Linked DNA regions of Mus musculus: regions 2 and 3 are each linked to region 1. The links are chromatin contacts, called in public HiChIP or PLAC-seq maps. All regions are on one chromosome and are shown on one strand. Each heading gives the region's core, a stretch centred on a gene start, on an enhancer-like site or on the middle of the called end of the contact. The rest is flanking DNA. Distances are from core to core; before and after follow the strand shown. Region 1 overlaps Sntg1 (syntrophin, gamma 1). Region 2 has its middle 11 kb from the start of Gm24765. Region 3 has its middle 5.4 kb from the start of Gm30719.

The links. HiChIP or PLAC-seq counts read pairs in DNA pulled down with a chosen protein or histone mark.
Region 2: a contact with region 1 is called in an H3K27ac HiChIP or PLAC-seq map of embryonic stem cells, with 4 times the contacts expected there. The contact joins two enhancer-like sites. A contact is called at or near these places in 2 of 39 promoter capture datasets (cranial neural crest and liver) and 1 of 115 datasets of contacts at active chromatin or transcription factors (embryonic stem cells).
Region 3: an H3K27ac HiChIP or PLAC-seq map of embryonic stem cells shows a contact between it and region 1, with 4 times the contacts expected there. The contact joins two enhancer-like sites. A contact is called at or near these places in 2 of 39 promoter capture datasets (cranial neural crest and liver), 2 of 115 datasets of contacts at active chromatin or transcription factors (both in embryonic stem cells) and 1 of 9 other capture datasets (embryonic stem cells).

Annotation. Positions count from the first base shown.
Region 1 is chr1:8,579,952-8,583,790 of GRCm38.p6, forward strand. Sntg1 (syntrophin, gamma 1) reads right to left here. Exons shown (of 20, transcript NM_001290393.1): 13 at 3,254-3,383. Among named protein-coding and RNA genes, the nearest start is that of Gm39589, 460 kb to the left of the region's middle. Within about 2 kb of position 2,175, at least 19 of the 459 cell types and tissues checked have an H3K27ac peak or open chromatin away from gene starts, as enhancers often do. A contact at or near this core is called in embryonic stem cells, where this site is marked.
Region 2 is chr1:9,467,518-9,471,356 of GRCm38.p6, forward strand. No RefSeq gene overlaps it. Among named protein-coding and RNA genes, the nearest start is that of Gm24765, 11 kb to the left of the region's middle. Within about 2 kb of position 2,139, at least 11 of the 459 cell types and tissues checked have an H3K27ac peak or open chromatin away from gene starts, as enhancers often do. A contact at or near this core is called in embryonic stem cells, where this site is marked.
Region 3 is chr1:9,440,495-9,444,333 of GRCm38.p6, forward strand. No RefSeq gene overlaps it. Among named protein-coding and RNA genes, the nearest start is that of Gm30719, 5.4 kb to the left of the region's middle. Within about 2 kb of position 1,692, at least 7 of the 459 cell types and tissues checked have an H3K27ac peak or open chromatin away from gene starts, as enhancers often do. A contact at or near this core is called in embryonic stem cells, where this site is marked.

The sequences.
Region 1 (3,839 bases), core at 925-3,424:
ATTACATGGTGAACACTTTTCTAGGTGGAAATTGTGCCATGAAGCTGGTATGTGTTTTCTACAAGAGTTTCTACACCTTCACTTTCTCTATTACAGTACTCTGAAGTGCTCTCAGTTGGCTCCCTTTCCCTTAACTAAACGTTTCTTGTAAGGAGCAGATTTTCTAAGAGTATCTTTAGGACAATTTGATTCTGGCTATGAAGAAAGAAATTATTTCAAGATTAGCGTCCTACTCTTTTTAAAAAAAAAGTTTCTCACGTACACAAAAACAGGGTTCATGAGTAAGGTATCCTTCTGATTGCTGCCAAGAAACATAAAGTCACATTCTCATAAGGTATTGGCACGGAAACACAGGAGAGATAGAATTACAGTCTTCAATTCTCAGCTTTAGTAGGACACCACAAATTAACAAAGTTTGGCAAGAAAACAGAACATCGCTTTGACTCAAACCATGTGGCTTGGTCAGGGTTATGGATACTCAGCCTATTTGTGTTTTTACAGGCACATCTTAATTTTCCTCTGTATGCATTAGCACAACAGTTTAAATCAGCTTCATCAATAGCCTCACCCCCAGAATATTTAAAAAGCAACACAAATATAAGGCAATTGGCTATAACATCTTGGCCTGTCTTAGTTTGAAGAAAGATACAATATATTTACTAAGATATTTCTGGGGCCAAAAGCAAAATCTGCAGTTACTCTGGCTGAAAGGGACATTAGCTTTAAGAAAGAGTTGTGATTTCATAAGTTCATAAGATTTGCACATTTTGCCTAATTCCTGAATTCAAACTTCTTATTTTCCTCAATGATTTCACAAATATTATGAAATAACTGAGGGCATGAGAAGGAACAGAGGCAAAGGAATGGCTGACCACAAGGTTTTTGTTTTCAAAAATGGAATGATTTATATTATACTATCAACATTAAACAATGTGACGTGTGTGTGTGTGTGTGTGTGTGTAAATATGTGTGGGTTCATGTGCAAGTGTAGATTCATGTGTATAAATGCAAAAATGGAATGATCTATTATAATACCACAAACATCAAACAATATGACACTAGTAGGGTTATGTGTCTGTGTAAATGTACATGCGTTTGACACTAGTAGGGTTATGTGTCTGTGTAAATGTACATGCGTTCATGTGCAGATGTATACATATGTATAGATGAAACATGGAATAATCTATTATAATACTGCCAACATTAAACAATGTGACACTAGTAGGTTTGTGTCTCTATGCAAACGCTTGTATATTCACGTACAATTGTAGATTCATGTGTATAGATGTAAAAATGGAACCATCTATTATAATACTATCAACATTAAACAACATGACACTAGTAGGTGGGTATAACTGTGTATGTGTACTTCTATTCATGTGTAGGTGTAGATGCATGTGTACAGATGCTCTAGAGCAACTTCAGCTGTAACTCATCAGTTCTTTGCAGAGCATCCACTTGTCTGATGCTTGCCAAATGCTCTATACATCCTGGCCAGTAAGTGTCAGTGATTTGATTGTTTCTGTCCCCCTGTGCTGATTAAAAATATAGGGTACTATGCTTTTTCTCACATGTTCTGGGTATAAATCCAGGTCCTTGCTTTTGCACAAAAAGAATTTTGTAGTCTAAGCTTTGCACTTCTTCTTGGTTTTTTTATTTTCAAACTTTATTAGAATATTTTTCTAGATTATCAAGAAAGGATAAACTATTTCAATGTATGCTACATCTACTCCTGTGCAGTCTGCTTGGTAGGCCTAAAAGCCTGGAAGCAGTCACGAGGCAAAGAATTTCATGGAAACAGCCTCCTGGAACCTTGGCATTCCAATAGCCTGTATACCCAAACTCTGTCCCCGTGTTAGTCTGGTGTATGGATCCATATGCTCTCTTTCAGTATTGTTTTATTATAAACGCTTTAAAGGATTGATTTTGACATATATCTAAGCCTTCACCACTGTTCCAATGTCCTAGGCAGTCCTTGAAGCCGCCCCTGAGCTTGGCATTCAGTAAGAATGTTACCTATTCAGTAACATTCAAATTCACTCTTAGTAGAGACAGTGAAACTAATTAGGCATTACAAAGAACAGAGCTTGAAAAGCCCAGGGCTATTCTGCGTAGTAATTACTTAGGACAATAGCCGAGTCACACCCAAACACAGAAATACACAATGGCCTAGGAAATAGGTGGGTTGTAGCATGGTTAGTAAAAGGGATTCCCCTGGTCCACAGTTTTTTCACTAGGCCCAGAGGAATAGCATAATCAGGTATTTACTAAAGGACCCCTGGTTGTAGGTTTAACAATAGACTAGCATTGCATCAGAACATTCACCTGGCTCCTGTGTTTAGCTGATCTTTTTAATTAAGGGTTGTTCTTATTCTCAGTAGTAAACTCGGCCTGGCTCCTGCTATCTTTTTATGTATGCATTCTTTTTGTTCTGTGTCAATGTAACTTGGCAGATGTGTTCGCCTGGATTTCTTGTTTTTCTTCTGTATTAAAAGTCTGGTGTTCGTTTGGACAAAATACATTCAGATTCAGCATTCTCTTGTGCCTGCGTCTGCCTGTCAATTCTTGCCTACCCTTGTTCACCTGCAACCAGAAACCCATTCTCCACAGGTAGAAGACCCAATAGAAGTTAGTCTGTGGCAAATGTAATGGTAGCAAAGACATGATGACCAGAAAACCACATGGGAAATGAAGGAGAATAAAGAAGGGTATGAGAAACACAGGTCAAGAGAGAAGCTGTTTCTAGTGACAGAGACCTTGTCATGCTGCACAGGTTCTTGCAACCCATAAGGACAGCCACTCACTAGTCTTGTGCCTACAGAGCACTACAGGAAACTTTCAGTCTCTATGTTATCACCTTTTATTTGGATCTTTTCATTCACACATTCTCTGCCACAGTCCTAGGGTCACTGAAGACAAATCAAATTCATTTATTTGAAATTCATCAGCTTGCTTGTTGAGGGTGCTCTTAATTATGCATACTATTTTTATGCAAGATTTTGTATCATGTTTATTTAAAGCAGTTGCTTTTGGCACTGGACTGTGAGTATTTTCTTGTAGGTCACGTCTGCCTGGGCTTTCATGCTGACAAGATTTTTCTCTTGTATTTCAGAACAGCTTTACCAGGAAGCAGAAGGAAACTTGTTCTTGGAATGGCACTAAGCAGATGAAGCAAAGTTAAATGCCACTGAATAAACCTACAAATGCTGAAAGACTTGCTGGTTAGATATTTATTCCTTAAATCAGTACTTACATTGTGCTTTGTGAGGTTTGAAATGTTAGATGCTATTGCTTGGAGCCAATCCATGCAGTCTTCAGCAGAGAGGCACTGAAGAATTCCACTGCAGACTCCATCCACAGCAACAACTTGGAAAGCGTTCTGCCTAAAAGAGCATAAGAACAGAACAGATGAAACACTGTGTTAGTTAGCCATTTATAGCTTGGTCCTTAAGACAATAAAGCAAACAACTTCCAGATTCTAGTCCAATTACCTCCTTTATAAATATATCCATTTTAAAGTGAATCAACAAAAAGACTAGGATAATATCTATTTACAAATAATGAGATGACATTCTTATATTCAGCTAAATATGGACAACCTTTGAGATATAAAGCAAAGCATGTGCTATGGAACAACATCAGCTTAGGGGACATTCTTTTCTCTTTGACCAAACATTCCCAGTTTATAATTCTGTCTCAGATCTTGACATTTGTAAGTTTTTTTTTTAACAGTACAAGAATTGGAAACACAAGTGTTAAGCACTAAATGGTAAAACTCATGTTAATTTCTTGATCATTGAATATAGGATTAATGGGCAGAAAACATGAAACCACAACAT
Region 2 (3,839 bases), core at 889-3,388, 890 kb after region 1:
CAGAACTAAACAGAGAATTCACAACAGAGGAATCTCAAATGACTGAGAAGCACTTAAAGAAATGTTCAAAGTCCTTAGTCTTCAGAAAATACAAATCAAAATGCAAAATGACCCTGAGATTCCACCTTACAGCAATCAGAATGGCTAAGGTCAAAAACTCAGGGGACAGCACATGTTGGTGAGAATATGGAGAAAGAAGAATACTCCTCCATTGCTGGTGGGATTACAAACTGGAACAACCACTCTAGAAATCAATCTGGAGATTCCTTAGAAAATTGGAAATAGATCTACCTGAAGACCCAGCTATACCACTCTTGGGCATATACCCAAATGGTGGCCCACCATGCCACAGGGGCACATGTTCCACTATATTTCTAGCAGCCTTATTTGTGATATCCAGAAGACAGAAACAATCCAGATGTCCCACAACAGAAGAATGGATATAGAAAATGTGGCTCATTTACCCAATAGAATAAGACTCAACTATTAAGAATGAGGACATCCGGATCCACCCCATAAACAACCACCAAGCCCATACACTAGGCAGATGCCAACAAGACCCTGCTGACAGGAGCCTCATATAGCTGTGTCCTGTGAGGCTCTGTCAGTGCCTGGCAAATACAGAAGTGGATGCTCACAGTTATCCATTGGATGGAGCACAAGGTCCCCAATGAAGGAGCCAGAGAAATACCCAGGGAGCTGAAGGGGTCTGAAGCCATAGAAGGAACATCAATATGAACTAACCAGTAACCCCCCCCCCCCAGAGATCCTTGGAACTATACAACCAATCAAAGAAAACACATGGTGGAACTTGTGGCTCTAGCTGTATATGTAGCAGAGGATGGCCTAGTTGGTCATCAATGGGAGGAGAGGTCCTAGGTCCTGTGAAGGCTCTATGCCCAGTATAGGGGAATGCCAGGACCAGGAATGGGAGTGGGTGGGTTGGGGAGTATGGGGAGGGAAGAGGGGATAGGGGATTTTTGGAGGGGAAACTAAACTTTTTGGAGGGAAGGGGATAACATTTGAAATATAAATAAAGAAAATATCTAATTTAAAAAAAAAAAAGAATGAGGACATCTGAGTTTTGCAGGCAAATGGATGGAACTAGAAAATATCATCCTGAGTTAAGTAACTCAGACCCAAAAGGACATGCATGGTATGTACTCACTAATAAGTGGATGTTAGCCCCCCAAAAAGTACAGAATACCCAGTTTACAATCCACAGAACCCAAAAAGATTAACAAGCCTAAGGGCCCAAGTAAGGTTGCCTCAGTCCCACTTGAGAGGGAGAAGAAAGCAATCACAGAGTGCAGAGGGAGGGAGGAACTTGGGTGGGAGAAGGGAGACGAAGGGGAAAAGGGGAACATGATCCAGTATTAGGGGCGGTGGGAAACAGGAGTGAAGCCCTGAGGGCCAGCAGAAAGAATGGAAACAGGAAACCTCAGGAGGTCGGAGGTGGGGGGGACCCTCTAGGAGGTACCAGAGACGTGGGAGGTAAGAAACACTCAGGACTCAAAGGGAGAGACCTTAGATGAGTCAAACTTTAAAATGAGAACTGTAGTTCTTCCTTGGGATTATAGACTCAGTTCTCACTGAGTGATCTCACTAAATCTTCAAGATGTAGAACATGACATCACTGTTATGACTCCACAATCCACACTTCCCTCTGAAACTTTGCAAGCCAAGACTCCACCTTCTGCACTCATATCTTCCAAGATCATACAGAACACCTCACCAAACACTGAACACTCAGTGGCTTTTCTTGCACAAAGCTCCAAAGTCTTCCCACAATCCTCCCCAAAACAACATGGTTATGTCTGTCACAGAAATACCCCATGGCTGGTTGTGGGTCAAAGTGGGGTACCGTGTCCACTCAGAGCTTGGGCTGCTGGGCAAAGCGGGACATGGGAAGTCTGACTGCGTAGACCCCACTGCCACCACCAGGCAGGCGTCAGGTTGTGGAAAGCTTCAGGACTCCACTCCAGGGGTGGGGAAGGCACAGTCCGAGGTCCCCAAGGACCTGCTGGAGCCACTGGGTGCCTCAGAAGAACCCGTTCTGGGGTCCCTGGGCCGCATGGAGGCCAGGTATGTCAGGTTTTCAGTCTTGGACACCTCAGGTGCCACTAGATGTCGCAGAAGAGCTGAGAACAGAGTGGGGACCCTCGGGCAGACTCTGGCCCAGGGGCCGAAGGAAAAGGGGCAGAGAGGGAGAGCTCTGGCTGGTTACTGCAGGGACAAGGAGAGTCTTTCAGTGGGAAGGTTCCTTGCGTTGGTTGGCAGCCATGGCTGGTGCTCAGGGAGGCCTCCCAGCGGGAGGTTAGACAAGGCTCATTATAGGGAGACCAGCTCCATTGCTCCAGCACGATGGGTCCTGATGAGAAGAGGCAATCCATGGTTTTAAGGTGTTTATTGTAGTAAGTCAGAAAGAGGGAGAGATTGGGAAGTAGAGGCTGGCCTAGCCATGTGGAGTGGTGGGGAAGGGAAGGCAACGAGAGGGGGAACAAGGGAGCAAGAGTAAGAGCAAAGAAAGAATAAGAGGTTAAGAGATCAAGGAGGGGACAAGCAGCTACTTTTATTGTGGACTAGGCCTACCTATCTGTTGCCAGGTAACCGTGGGTGGAGTCCAGACAGAATAGCAGGAGCTTCGGGCATTGCTTATGTGACTGATGGCCACACACCTCTCTGCAGGGGGGTTGTAGGAGACTGTAGCTACAGGAGCCAGGGGCCCAGGAGGCGTGGCCAAACACCTGCCATCCCAAGCAGAAAGAAGTCACCAACCACCAAGTCACCGGGTTCAAGGCCTGTGCTTGACTGGGAACCAGGCTGTCTATGCACTGCCTCACTGCACCGCAGCTGGTATCAATTTGTCTTAGTCAGAGTTACTATTGTTATGATGAAACACCATGAGCAAAGAGCAAATTGGGGAGGAAATGGCTTATTTAGCTTACATTTCCACTGTTCATCATCAAAAGAAGTCAGAACAGGAACTCAAATAGAACCTGAAGGCAGGAGCTGACACAGAGGCCATGGTGGGGTGTTACTTACCACCTTATTCCCATGGCTGCCTCTGCTTGCTTTCTTATAGACCCCAGGAATTGGCACCATTCACAATGGGCTGGACCCTCCTCTATCAATTGACTAAGGAAATACTCTTTATGAAGGCATTCTTCTTTTCACACACACACACCCTTTACTGAAATAGATTCTTTTCTCATACACTCCACCCTGATTATAGTTTCCCCTCCCTCTACTCCTCCCAGTTACTCCCTGTACTGGCTGGTTTTGGGTCAACTTGACACAAGCTGCAGTTATCACAAAGAAAGGAGCTTCAGTTGGGGAAATGCCTCCAGGAGATCCAGCTGTAAGGCATTTTCTCAATTAGTGATCAGGGGGAAAGGCCCCTTGTGGGTGGGACCATCCCTGAGCTGGTAGCCTTGGGTTCTACAAGAGATCCGGCTGAGCAAGCCAGGGGAAGCAAGCCAGTAAGAAACATCCCTCCATGGCCTCTGCATCAGCTCCTGCTTCTGACCTGCTTGATTTCCAGTCCTGACTTCCTTTGGTGATGAACAGCAGTGTGGAAGTGTAAGCTAAATAAACCCTTTCCTCCCCAATTTGCTTCTTGGTCATAATGTTTATGCAGGAATAGAAACCCTGACTAAGACAGTCCCTACCTTCCCTTCCCTCCAGATCCACTCCCTTTCTGTCTCTTATTAGAGAAGAGCAGGTTTTTAAGAGATAGCAACTAAACATGACAACATAAAATATAATAAGATAAACAAAAACTATTGCCCATACCTGACATTGTTTGGGTGACCAAGAATCAGAGACAAGACAGCCCA
Region 3 (3,839 bases), core at 442-2,941, 860 kb after region 1:
TTTAAGTGCTTATAGAAAAATGAGGAAAGATAGCTAAATGTAATTTAAAATGTGTAACTCCTTGACTTCTCCTCCCTTTCTTGGTTCTTGTTTACAAAAATTGTTCCCTCATTCAAAGTCATGGATATTCAAAACTCTTGCTAAAATGTATTGTAGGGGGAAGGGAGACCTATAAAATGCCAAGCAAAAACAATTAGCTTAAAACTTGGGGCAAGAAAATTAATAATTAAAACTCAATACATAGATAATCATAATTTGCTATTGCATGCTTATATATAACTTGAATAAAACTCTGATTATCTCCTTTTTAGACTAAAGAGACAACAACAGGTTCCAAGATATTTAGATTAGGATAGTTTTTATTATTATTATTATCTTTAATTTTTTTTACAGTCCCCATCTCCAAGAGGATGTCCCCATCACCCCACCCTACCAGGATAGATTTTTATATGAAGATTTTTGTCCTGAAATTTTTAAATAAAAGACAATACATGTTTAAAAATAAAATATATTTGATAAATAAGTTTTATAAATTTTTAAAGTCTATGTAGATAAACAATAACTGACTTAGAAATATATGTCTACCGTCATTAGAAGTCTTTGCTAGCATTGTTAAGGTTTAACTATTTGGATAAATTGAGTCATACAGCAAACTATAATATTCTGTAATGGTGTTCTGTAAAAGAATCAAAAATAAAATATAATAAGGTTTTCAATCTTTCTATAGGCTATATTTATGGTTTTATAAAATTCCCAGTCTCTCTATGGGCTACCTTTATGATATAAAGTTTTATTTTGATACTAAGCTTCAATACAAATATTATATTTTTTAAGGTTAAAACTTACCAGAGATAAAACTGTAAAATCCTAATCTTATTAAAGCTGTTAACGTCTTATAAATAATTAATGATAATTAGGACCTGCAAATTAATGTAAAGTCATGTTATAAATGATCAAGTTCTTTAATATGCTCAAAAGTATGTTTGTAATCATGCTAAGTACAAATGTAATTCATTTTCAAGGACAAGCTTTATTTAACCTTTTGTTTATGTTTTCTAAGTTAAGCCTAAAACTAGTAACTAAAAGAAGCAAAGTTTGCTTAGCTCAGATATCTGTAATAGATAATGATCCTCAAATATGTCAGATATCTGCTGAATGTGTCATTTTAAATGTTTAATGGAAAAAAAGCTTACTATGACAAACAGACCCAGCTCCTAGTGGTGACCAAAGATCTTCACAGGTCTCCAAAGAAAATGATGGGACACTCAGACTCTATTTGGATGTGATAACACTAGCCATGGGCCATATCCACTGCAAATGCATTGCCTGTTGCCAGGACCTGGCCCAAACTGTGGATAAGCAGGACATTACAGAGTTGATTGCCCCACTTTGCATAGATGAAGTAAGGTCAGTCCCACAAGTTCCTCCTCTGTTGGGCATTGGGCTATACACAGACAGTCTGGTCTCCAGTTGAGCTGAGATGTTGAACCCGGAGATCTGGTGGTGTTAATTCACCTACATGGGATGGAAGGAGTTCTCTCATGTCTCCTGGACTCTGGGTCCTGTCGAAGTTACCACCCCCTCAGCCCCCAGAAGAGAAGCATGGCTAGCAGTCAAGAAGACAATGTCCCAAGCTTCTGGCCTTCAGGCTAAACTCCTCCTCAGTTACCTAGCAACGGTAGAGATAACAGCACACTATAAGGAGGGCTGCTTGGCCCCCTCCTCACTCTCTTACTCCTCTTTCTCCCCTTACTCTCTTCTATCATCTCCTCTCTCCTTTCACTCTCTTCCTCTCTCTCTCCCTCTTACTCTCTAGCCTTTCTTTTCTCTCTCGTCCCCCCCCCCCCATCTCTTCTCTTGGCCATGGCTGGTCTCTCTCTCTCTCTTCTACCTTTTCTCTTTCCCCCTGCCTTTCTACAATAAAGCTTGAAAATCATAGACTGTCTCTGTTCATCAAGGCCAGCTATGCTTACTCTCGCCTGTGTAGGAACCTTTCTCCCTCTGCCCTCTCCCGGGGCTACAGGGTATCATCCCAGGGGTCCCCAGTTGGGGTCTGCACCTGTCCACCCCCTGTCGAGTGGGGTCAGTGGCTTAGATGCCCACTGGGGCCAAATGGATCTGCCTGCCCAGAGCATAGGAGGAACTCTGGCCAGATGTGGACTATCCTCCCTTCCCCCTCCCCCCACCCCCCATCTCCTCTCACCCCCCCCCTCTTTAGTTCACACACTCCTCCAGAAGAAAGCCTCTCAGAACTTCTGGGCCTGGGATTGAAGACTCACTGCCTTAGGGCCTATAACCACAACAAACCCATGGAGACCACAGGAGTCTGCTGTTGTGACTGTCAAGTAATGGGCAACTCTCTGTCATTTTAACTTTTTCTTTTTCTTTCTTTTTTTTTTTTTTCTCTCTTTTCTTTTTTCAGAGACAGGGTTTCTCTGTGTAGCCTGGAACTCACTCTTTTGACTAGGCTGGCCTCAAACTCAGATATCTACCTGCCTCTGCCTCCCAAGTCTGTCATTTTCACTGATATATTTGGATTATATTTCCTTCTACAATGAATCCTACTCAGAACTCTGATGGCACTGCTGGTTAAATGAACTTTGTCCATTAGCAACCAACTCCTTTCCCCAAGGCTATAGCCACCCAATTAGTTCACTTCATATGCAAAAACAAGGCCTTGCATTTTCTAGAGCTACTGGGTCTCCTGCTGAGAAAGACAGACAAGTTTGCTGTGCTAACAGGCTTTATATTAAACAGGTTTTATTTTTACTGTTCTTTTATTTAAAAGAACTTGCTTTGCAATGTCTCAGCAATAACCATTCACAACTCTGAAAAATGATTAGATGAAAAGAAAAAGGGTTAAAGTCTATGTTAGTTCTGAGGGTCTAAGAAAATGTTCTAAGTTGTATAAAAGTTCTGAGGAAAAGAAAGCTTAAGTTCTGAGGGTCTAAAGAAGTATAAAAAAGCACGTTGTAAAGATATAAGAAAATTATTTAAGGTACATGAAAAATAGAAAGTATTTTAAACCTTTTCCCCTTTTTGCTATTGTTATACTAATATTTCACAAGTTCAAAGTTTTAACCCTGATCAATGGAGTCCTGATTGGAAGTTCAGAGTACTTACCATTCAGTCACAAGCTCAAGATTTTAGATTTCCTTTGGTTCTCTTCTAAATATAGACTCAAAGGTGCTTCTTAACAAACTAAAAACATGTTCTATACATACATACATACAGCTCTCTGGACAGAGAAAAAAATGTTCATGCTTTTTAACCCAATCCATAGCTTTTGCTATGATTTAATAGTATGAAACTACTACAGCTGTCTTAAAGATTTTTCTACAATATAGGTTTTAGTATAAATTAAAAACAATAGTAATGCTATTATGCCTAAAATTTTCATCTCTTTGAATAAACTAAAAGAGTTAATATAAGCTTCAGAGGATAGAGGGAGTCGTAAGACCTGGATCCACCTCTCACAGGTCAAATAGACTCCACATAAGTATGGCCTAAGTTTTCCCCACTTGCCTATCCCTAAGAATAGTCCTCCCCTTGCCATAGTTTTGAGCTTCCTCTTTTCCCCCTACCAGTACCAGGATAATGGGCCTAAAAGCTACAAATGTAAGATTTTCCTTTAAATTCTTTTTTTTAATTTTTTATTAGGTATCTTCCTCATTTACATTTCCAATGCTATTCCAAAAGTCCCCCATACCCACCCACCCCCACTTCCCTACCCACCCACTCCCCCTTTTTGGCCCTGGCATTCCCCTGTACTGGGGCATATCAAGTTTGCAAGTCCAATGGGCCTCTCTTTCCAGTGATGGCTGACTAGGCCATCTTTT